3 separate regions of the Zea mays genome follow, and all the other regions are linked to region 1. The links are chromatin contacts, called in public Hi-C maps. All regions are on one chromosome and are shown on one strand. The core of a region is the stretch at or near the end of the contact, and the rest is flanking DNA. Distances in the headings are between cores, read along the strand shown. Region 1 holds the start of LOC100274837 (Putative CBL-interacting protein kinase family protein). Region 2 holds the start of LOC103641354. Region 3 holds the start of LOC100274396.

Region 1 (3,474 bases), core at 663-3,162:
TGGGTGGAGGAGGCGGTGGTGCCTCCAGATCGACGTCCATCGGTGCGATTGCCGACGACTCCGCGTCTCCCATCGGCACCGGTGGTGACGGGGACGCAGTGGGGAGGCCACACTCAACCACCGGCAGCGGCACCACTGTTGTCCACCCGTAGATCACACAAATGTGCACATTTTGCACGTGAACACGGCGTTCAGGGATGACGTTCATCCGCGGGATCGCTGCGTCTTGCCCAGCAGCGAATGCCTCCAACAGTGTGTCATCAACAACATGGAGAACTTCACGCATACGACGGATGTGAAGGGAAATGGTTTGCTCCATACCTTTCCTGTTGATTTGGAGACCGCTGCCTCTGTTCTTGTCAAGAACAACAAGTGTTCTTCTTCTTCCTCTATTTTCTTTGAGCAGTGCTGATAACGTGTTGAAACTCAGTGGCAAAGAGATTTGAAACCGAGAGAAAGTGACTGTTGTGTGTCTTTATTGCAAAGGGGGTTCCGTTATATACAAGATTAAACAGTGTTTTCCAATGGGTGTGTCCCTTGGGAAGTAATTGTCAAATGGAGGGATTTAATCACATTGTAACATGTTTTGTAACAAACACTACAATCACTGGGGTGTTGCAAGTTGGATTAATTAAGCAATAATTGTATACTACTACTACTTGGGTAGTTGGGTGGGTCGTGCCAATAATTGGTGGACCCGGAGCAGCGCGACATGGAGCACCGTGTCCACCAGCTCAGCCTCACTATGGTGGGACTGGGATAGGCCGAGGCGGACCCACACGCCTGTCTCTGCCAACGGGTGTGCATGCCATGTGCACCAGCAGCATTGATTCACTACTGCTACTCTCCCTCATTCCGAAAAAAGTAGCAAGTACACCGAGAAGACAAATGTTTTAAAATTATATATAAAAAATAATCGATTTATTCGATAATAAATTTAATAATAAATTTATTCGAAGATATAAATACTTATACTAGAATTTCTTTACATATAAGTTAATATTATCTTTTTTAAAAATGCTGACTCTCTGATACGTGAGGTGCGTCGTTATCCCGAGACCGAAAAAGTACAGAAAGACATCGACAATATTTACAAATATTATTAATTTATCGCTGTCCAGATCTATGGGCTCAACCTTTGCTAAGTAGAGTGTACATGCTAGTAGTACTAATTAGTAATTATACTAAGTATTGAAAGTCTGGACTTTTACGTTCCAAAATTTGTATGGGTGAAAATTGTGGCTGAGAGGGTGGTGTGGTGCACCGTGCACGTGCGGTAGACGAAGACGAGCGAGAGCCAGTAGACAAAAGTCTTGCAGCAGTGGACAGTGGCCAAGTTGCAGTGCAGGCTTGCAGCTGAGCTGCGGCCAGGCAAATCGATCAAAAAAACTGCGATACTTACCAGTAATACTCAAATCGATCAAAAAAAAAAACAACTGGGGTAGAGATGGGTGGAATTTTCGAGAAGCAAATCTAGGAACGGCGAAGGCGTCTCAACACGCAACGAATCTATGTTAACAAATCTAGGAATTCGGAGATGGAAGACGAGCGGACCGACACCGACCTCGTGGAGGCGGACGACGTTGGGGTGCGCGAGCAGCTTGAGCGTGGCGATCTCGCGGCATATCTGCTCGTCCGCGCGCTGCGACAGCACCCTGGCGCGCTCCATGATCTTCACGGCAAACTGCCCGCCGCTGCCGCGGTGCCGCGCCTGCTTCACCTTCCCGAAGTTGCCCTCCCCGAGCGTCCGCCCGAGCTCGTACGCGCCCAGCAGCCCGCGCGCGCCGTCGCTCACCATGTCCGGTTGGCTTGGCGACGGGCTGCTCGATCAGCTCATCTCTGGAACAGAATACAGGGGAATCTTATTCAGCGCCGGGCGAGTCGGGGAAGAAGGGGATTGGGAACGGAAACCAGATCGTATTTATACGGGTCTCCTGCAGCCGTCGTGCCCGCTCCTCTCCTTTATCCGCTTTTTTATTAGCCTATCTAGAACCACAACAAACTTCATTTTATAATGTAATCTGCGTTAATAAGGCTTTGTTTTGTAGTCACTAGACTAGACTTTAGTGAAAAGTTTAGTCGCTAAAGTACACCGTTTGGTCCCATTTGTTTTCAGTGACTAAACAGGACTAAAGAGCATTAATTACTGTGAATAATGACTATATTACCTTTATTAAATAGTATATGTTTGTTGTAACAAGAAAATAGAGAGGGTTAATACGGTAAAAATTATACTTTAGTCACCCCTTGTTGACTAAAGAACTAAAGTTTAGTCACCTTATTTTAGTCACCATATTTACTTCTTTAGGGACTAAAGTGACTAAGCTTTAGAACTTTAGTCACCCTAAATCAAACGGGACCTTATAAATAATCTATAAACGGTGCATTCTACAATATAATATAATATTTTTACATGGTTATATATATATATATATATATATATATAATTTATTGGCCATAACCTTAGAGTTCTTCGGTCCCTTTATACTTGGGCTATGTGCACCCAACTAAAAAACAGCGAAGAAGCCCACACATGTACTAAAATCTGAATTAAATCTTCGAACTTAATTTCAGGAATCAACGTAGCGTCCTAAAATTGCGGGGTTAAGGTCTTGTTTTTGAATTACATTAATCTGGATTGCTATAATTCAATGATCTAGGATGTTTGGATCGCCTAGAGATTATTTTACGTAACTACTATAATCCAAAGGTAATACAAATATGTCAATACAGACCCTAATAGATCTGAACCCCATTGATTTTACAAATAACATGTGAGATGCAGCAAGCCAGGAACCATGGAGACGGAGGGATGCTGACAATGGAAGAGGAGACACTGTTCAATCTTCGGTACATGCACCTTCACCGGTCCGGTATAACCTTCGGTGCACCACTAGAATGTGTTTTCATGTTTCTTTACTTGGGCTTCTTTTGTTGTGTGTCTTGGACTCTTACATGATCTTTTAAGGTCTTCAATGAGTCTTGTAATTCCTTTGCTTTAAGGCGATGATCTTGGTGATCACCTCGTTGTTAATGCTAAATAGCACAAGCCATGTGGGCTATGCCCAATATATGTGCTTTGCAAGAAACCGCACGCCGTAGAAGTAAAATTTAAGGAGCACTACATGGATTCTCTTAAGAAGATACTCAGGTGATGCTTGATTCTACTTAGCAATGACATGAAGATTCAAGAAAACTTCAAAGTTCACCCACAAAGAACTTGTGATGCTTGACAGATCAAGATGCTAGCGATTCCCCATAGAGACAACTACCTGGTAAGGAGATGGGCCAATCCATATATTGCTACTAAGGAGACATAGCATAAGATGGCATGGATTTCACAACAAGCAAACTGATATATAGTCGACTAAGGAAAGTTCATCTTTATAATAGAATTATAATTATTTTATCCTAACATACTAGGATTAGAATCATGAATGGACTATATAAAGAGATGTAGGACTAGTATTCCCC
Region 2 (3,474 bases), core at 482-2,981, 190 kb before region 1:
AAAGTGTTGTATTATACTCCCTCTGTCCCAAAAATAATTTGTTTTAGACTAAATGTATATTCATCGATTAATTTATTAATGTACTTTGCATATATATTTATATTCATTATCATTTGAATGAATGTGGACGAAAAATAGGGTTAGAAAGAACTATTATTTTGGGACAGAGTGAGTATATTGGATTTATGTGCACTTGATGATTCTCGCACCCAATGGGGACATAAATAATTTTTCACAAGTGTACATCATTACTCTTAACTAGACTTGCTTAGGTCAAGCTACTTATTTTATCCCTTTTATAGTATGACCAAAAGAAAAATAAAGGTCCTATCACTACTCCAAGTGTCCATCAACTACATTGATATTTAGAAATAGCTGATCCTTTAACCCGACCACTTATCCTTTGAAAATCGATAATTGGTTTCCATTAATAGAGGTATGATTACCATGTAAGCCCAATCGATCTCCATTATTGTGAACTAACTTAGTTTTTTTTGAAATACACGTTAGTCACAATAACTCATTAGGATCCTAGGTGCTTTAAATTCCCCCTTTAATGATTGAAATCAACCTATTCTCAAGCATGTGTGAAAATATTTCAGGTTTTAAAGAAACCTTGTTTATATAAACTTTTACTGTTGTAACATGAAATGTTAGTACAAGATCATATAACAAAAATTCATAGGCGTGTACCATACAAGAGAAAGATAGCCTGGCCGGACACACATACAACATAGTGGGGGCCTTGGCCCCCGCTCAATTTTCAAAAACCATGTATAATGCTTAGTACCCAATTAATTAGGCCCCCACTCAAGGTCAGTTACAGGCCCCCAGTCTCCCGATTTTTCATTACCATTAGTGAGAAAAAATGTTGGGCTGAAAAATAAAGCCTAGAATAGCATCTAAAAGCAATGAAGATTCATTGAAAATAATGCCTAAAACAGAATTAAAAGAGGACAAAGCTTATTGTCTATGTTGTTATGGTAAATGGTTTGATCAGTATGGTAATTAGCCCCCACTCATTTTTTGATCTAGGTCCGCCACTGGTAGCCTAAGTATATGAATAAGCTCGTTTACTTGAGATATAGATTGAAAGAATACAACTATAAACGGTCATACGTGACATGATATAAGATAAATAGTAAAGATAACACATGTCACAACATAGCACACATATCATACACATGCAAAGCATAGAGAGGTATAAAAGTGCATATAAGAGTATCGCACAGTTAGGAGCTGAAGAACCTAGTCTTTTTTAAACATATGTTTTTTTGTGATATTAAATAAATATTGTTAGATTCGTTATGGTACATATTTTCATATTATTTCTATCTGGAATCATAATTATTATTACCGCTTTCATAAATTAGTTTAGTTTTAAACAATTTTGCTTTGACACCTACTTTTGATGTTGCTTACTTATCTCTTTTCTTTGTGTATATACACCTGAAAATTGTACAAATATAAAGGAATCATCTATCAGGCGATACCAAATTTTGATGTTCTTACATATCTGCATCCAACCATTTTTAACTCGAAGATCAGGCGTGTGCGTTCTATCTAGTTTCAGTACGAGAACCGAATCTACGTCTCTGTCTAATAAAAAGAATTTGGAGCTCATGTTACTGTATGCGAGTAACAAGGTTCGGTAAAAAATAATTTTTATGTAATAAACATAAAATAGAAATGATTGTTTCTCCTTATTTCTTTTTTTCTTGGAGCTTTTCCCTCTCTTTTTTTCCCACGTCAAAGAGCTGAAGAAAAACCTCTGCGACCTGCTCGTCGAGTGAGCCGTTTGGTCGCGTCTCCACCCAAACCCTAATCCTCGTCCAATCGTCCCACCCACCCCGGCCCCTCCTCTTGAAGCCGCCATCGCCATGACGACCCCCTTCCGCCCGTCCCCGCCGGCGCCCTCTGCCAAGGGCGGCTGCGGCGGCGACCGCTGCGCCTCGGGCCGCGACGCCTGGCCGCTCCACCACTTCCGTCACGAGGGCGTCTTCTGCCTCCTCTGCTCCTCCTGCGTCCTCCTCTACAGCCCGTCCGCCTTCTGCTCCGCCTGCCTCCACCTCCTCTCCTCCTGCCCCGCCGCTGCCGCCGCTCCCCCGGGCGACCCTGCCGTCGCCCCGCCCGGGCCCACAGCGCCCTGCTCCGCCTGCGGCGTCTCCGTCGCGCACCTCTCGTGCGTCCCGGCGGAGCACCCAGCGCCCTTCGTCTGCCCGCCCTGCGCCGCCGCTGCCGACGGCAGCGCCTTCTCGTTCGCGCCAGCGCCCGGCCGCCGCCCGCTCGAGGAGCGCGACGCGCGGGTCCTCCTCGTCGCCGCGCGTCTCGCGCACGACTCCGTCAGCCGCGCCGCGGCCGCCGCCCGCGAGGAGGCGGAGCGCCGCGTCGCCGAGGCCGCCTCGGCCAGGAAGCGCACCCGCGAGATGCTCGACGCCGCCTTCCGCGCGCTCGAGGCGGAGGCCAGGGACGCCAAGATGAGGCCGGCCGCGCCCGCGCCCACGCCCGCGGCCGCCCAGCCCCCAGCCCCCAAGAAGAAGCCCGAGGCAGCCCAGCCCGCGCCCCCCAAGAAGAAGCACGAGGCCAATAGGGACAGGGACAAGATGCTCAAGCTCAACGCCATGCAGCAGCCTGCGCTGGCGTTCGCGGCGGCTGCAGCTGCGGCGGCGGCAGCCACTTCGGTGCCATTGCCGACTCCCTCATCAAGGGAGGAGAAGAAGCCTGTCGTGAAACAAGAAGCGCAAGGTGGGCGATTTTGTTACATTGAACCACTGCAGATGGGAATCCAATCTGCTACTCCCTTGTTTACTGATTGTTGCTGTGACATTCTTGCAGGCTCTGCGCCTCCACCGAGGGATGATCAGGATCGCTTTCCTCTGTTTGGGACCTTGCAGTCGTGAGATTGTTGGTGCTGTAATCTGCTTCTTCCTCCCCCTATTCCATTGTGTTAGCGTGATTTTGTGCAGCGAAACAGTCTGAGGAGAGACTGAGGTTTGCCGTGCAGTGATCTTGCAAAGTGTAAGGATCGCATTTCAGAGTCTCCTCACCGTATATCCTACTCTTTGGCATGCTAGCTGATCTTCCATCCATCATAGCTGTTCTGCATCCTGTGTTCCGATTTGTTCTCTCGTATTTCTAGTGAAATGATTTCCAAGATGAAGTGCAACCAGGTTCTCCAGCTTCCAAACTGTCACTGGTGGCTTAGCTAGATTTAGGAGACATGGACATCAGGGTTTTAGAACGATGAGCATCCCAATTGCTCGTCCATCCTGTTGCACTGTGGATTGGATAGACCAAATGCTTAGTTGATTGGACCATAGGGTCATCAAGTTGCCTGTCACACAAATCTCCTTCACAAGTGAATGCTAAAATAACAGAAATGTGTATTATGCAGATCTCCCACCCATTTGGTATATGCTAAACTTGTAAGTTTTGTTCGAGCTCATTGCTTTGTTAAGATAACAGAGATTGATA
Region 3 (3,474 bases), core at 259-2,758, 170 kb before region 1:
CAGACGATAGTATGATTGCGCTGTGTATCACTTCATAACTTGACTATTTCTAAAAAAATGCTGCAAGAAGAGCAGAACGCTCTCGAAATCTTGTTTCAGTCCCCTTTTTAAATTTTTTTTGTTCTTTTTTGGTATCAGAGATGAGCCAGCAACTCCCTACGAACCTAGTGGAGATCATGGAGCAGAGAATGAAGTTGATCGAGCAGAGGAGCGCGTACCTCCAAGAGCAAATCAACCAGGTAATTTCAGATGGGACAGCTTCTCTTTAATGCTTTTTCAGTTGTAACAAGAGAGGAACCATTATCATTGTACGGTAATTTTAAGTTAGACTAGCTGCAATAGCCTTGATGTGAGTTGGTGTTAATAAAGACAGCCAGCCGCCTCGCCGGAAGAGTACTCGAGGGCTAACAAGGAGTTCCACAAGCTGGAGAGCACCATGGAATTGATCAAAGACCTGAGATCGAAACAGGAGGTTGTGAATTGTGATCTTGTTACATTTTTTAAACAAGACACAACCTACTGTATGTATCAATGTATGAACTATTGAGGATTCAGAGGAGTCTATTTATGTTCCGATCATAGGAAATCGAGGGTCTCAAATCTTTGGTAGCAAATGATCGTGAAGAGAAAGACATGTGTGAGATGGCAGCAGAGGAGCTTCTTGTGGCTGTCGAGGAGGAGAAACGATTGCAGCATGAACTGTTTAGATCGCTGCTTCCAAAGGATGAAGCAGATGAAAAGGATTGCATATTGGAGGTGCGGGCAGGTAAACCAGATCTTGCCCTTGTACGCACATGAGCACAATTCACCTTTCAGTTATTGGGCAACAAGTGAGACTGACGGTGATGTCATATTGCAGGAACTGGAGGAGAAAGAGGCTTCTTTGTTTGCAATGGATATATTTAGAATGTCAGTTATCTTGCTCTGCAGCTAATGTGTGTGATCATCACTCTATGTCGCTAAGCTTGATTCTTCTACGTTACAGGTACGAGAAATATGCCCAGAAGAATGGATGGAAATTTGATGTCATTGACATAATGGAGTCTGCTGTGAAAGGGTACAAGGTACAACCTTTGTTAGTATTTCCCAGCTTTTGTTTGGATATATACACACGTTTTTTTCGCTGTAGCCAAAGGTATTTTCACCATTTCTCGGCACGAACGAACGAAACCAGGGAACCTAGGATGCCGAGCCCCAGCTTTGGATGGATGGCGGCAAGGAATGCGCGAGACGCGCGCCGGAGCGTACCGCCTGACCGAGCGAGCAGCAGCTGGCCGCGGAACCAACCATTGCGGGAGCCCGCAGCTCCTAGAACCGCCCGCCTTTGTTTTGACACACAGACAACGAGAACAAAACCCTACGGGCGAAGGGAGAGGAAGCGGGCACCGGAACGCAGAGCGCCAGCGGAGGCGCCTAGCGGACCGAAGGAGAAGGGACGCTCACCTGCTGCTGCTGCGCGGCGGCGGCGCGGGGTGGTCGGGCGGATCCGAGTCCGACGAGATCCGGCGGAGGCAGCGGGCGGGTGGGTGGAGTCAGTGGGATGAGATGGGGTAAAACAAGTTCCGGTTGAGGCCCAGTTCGGCACGCCATGGTTCAAGCCAGGCCGGTAATTAAACCAGCCCAGGAATGAGTGAAACCTGGTTTGCCACTTATTCCGATCACCACCTCATTTTCATGCTAGGAACTAATCCAAAAGTTGGATCACCTGTACTTATTCTAGGTACAAGATTGAGGGAAGAAAGTCCAAACCAGATTGTTTATTTTCGGATCAGTTCAAAACGAACATCTACACCAAACTGAATCAGATTCTAAATCGTACTGATTTATTCCGTCTAGAACGAGGCCTGAGGGGAGGGGGATCGTCTCGTCTCAGATCCGACCCGTCTGCAGCGCACGCCGTGCCGGGCCGCGCTCCGGCCCATTTATAGCACCCCGTCGGCAGCGGACACGGGCGCAGTGGAGTGCTGGAGGCCCGCCGCTGTCGGATTGGATTTGGTCGGATCCGGCGGGCGAGGCGAGGGGGGCGGGCAGTGGCGCTGTACTGCTGTAGCATGTAACGGGTCGAGCTTGCCACAATGCCATTCACATTCACTAGCAGCTAGGTTTGTTAGTGTTTAGCTGAAATATGACCAGCTTTAGGGGATATTTGAATGCGCTACATCTTATAGTTAGTTGGCTAAAAATAGCTAGTGAAATTAACTAGCTAATAAATAGCTAGCTAACTATTAACTAATTTGCTAAAAATAACTAAGGGTGTGTTTGGTTTGGCTTTTGGCTTTGGCTTTTGCCCCCTAAAAGCCAAAAGCCAACCAAAGGGCTGGATCCAGGAAGCAGCTTTTTCTAAAAGCCGACTTTCTCGTAGTGCAAAACTGAAAGCACCCCTGGACCTGCTTTTAGTGGCTTTTGGATGGAACTGTGAAAACATATATCGAAGAACTTTTAACGACTTTTAGTGGTTTCCACCAAACGATTTTTAGCTTTTTAACAGCACACAGCCTACATCAGCTTTTTCCACAGCTCACAGCCCACAGCAACTTTTTCCACAGCCACAGCCCAACCAAACAGACCCTAATAACTAAACTATTAGATAGATTGTTTGGATATTTTTAACTAATTTTAACAGCTAACTTTAGCTATAATGCATTCAAACACTCCCTTAGCTGCTAAGGAATGTCAAGTACACCAGATATTATGTTTTTCGTATGTATTTGTGCTAGATTTCAATCTGATCCTAAGGAATACCACCTTGTGGCAGTGAAGTAGATTTTGAGACATTCAGTTCACAAGCCTCACTTTGGGCTCTGGTAACCTAAGGAGTCTACCTTTGATCTAATTGGGTACTCGGATTCCGATTATGTCGGGTGCAAGGTAGATATGAAGAGCACATTAGGGACATGTCTGTTTTTTTGGAGGTCCCTAGCGTCTTGGAGCTCAAAGAAATAGAATTTCGCTGCCCTATCCACCGCCGAGGCCAAGTATATTGCCGGAGGGTATTGCTGTGTGCAATTGCTTTGGATGAGGCAAACACTCAAAGACTTTGGCTACTCAAAGGAAAATGGGCTTAACCATTTCCTATAATCGATTTTGGTATTTGACGTCCATCACAAATCATATGGTCAAGCTTGCCATAATGTCATTCACATTCACTAGCATCTAAAAATATGACCGCCTTTAGGGGATATTTGAATGCACTAGATCTTATAGTTAGTTGGCTAAAAATAGCTAGTGAAATTAACTAGCTAAGAGCAACTCCAATAGTTATGTAAATTTTAGCTCTCTAAATCACATATTTAAGAAGTTGCTAAATAGCTTTTGGAGTAAAAAAATGTGAGTTCTCCAATAGTTCTCTAAATATAGGTTGTAATTTTGTTTTGTATTTATCCACATAAAAATAAGTCACAAAAACTATATAATACAGTCAACATTTTTGTTTAGGGAGTTGTTAAATGGTTGCCAAATGTAGAGAGAAAATGA

The links. Hi-C and Micro-C count contacts between places; a contact is called where the count stands out from the background.
Region 2: a contact with region 1 is called in a Hi-C map of leaf, with 5 times the contacts expected there. The contact joins the promoter of LOC103641354 here to the promoter of LOC100274837 in region 1. A contact is called at or near these places in 2 of 25 Hi-C or Micro-C datasets (bundle sheath and leaf).
Region 3: a Hi-C map of leaf shows a contact between it and region 1, with 5 times the contacts expected there. The contact joins the promoter of LOC100274396 here to the promoter of LOC100274837 in region 1. A contact is called at or near these places in 6 of 25 Hi-C or Micro-C datasets (bundle sheath, ear, endosperm and 1 more).

Annotation. Positions count from the first base shown.
Region 1 is chr10:88,492,879-88,496,352 of Zm-B73-REFERENCE-NAM-5.0, forward strand. LOC100274837 (Putative CBL-interacting protein kinase family protein) reads right to left here and starts at 1,913. Exons shown (of 11, transcript NM_001365863.1): 1 at 1,565-1,913. The coding sequence starts at 1,798.
Region 2 is chr10:88,304,428-88,307,901 of Zm-B73-REFERENCE-NAM-5.0, forward strand. It overlaps LOC103641354, which reads left to right and starts at 1,732. Exons shown (of 2, transcript XM_008664710.4): 1 at 1,732-2,745; 2 at 2,836-3,474. The coding sequence starts at 1,881. The coding sequence ends at 2,900.
Region 3 is chr10:88,327,478-88,330,951 of Zm-B73-REFERENCE-NAM-5.0, forward strand. LOC100274396 reads right to left here and starts at 1,509. Exons shown (of 12, transcript NM_001148756.1): 1 at 1,444-1,509. It also overlaps the pseudogene LOC103642603.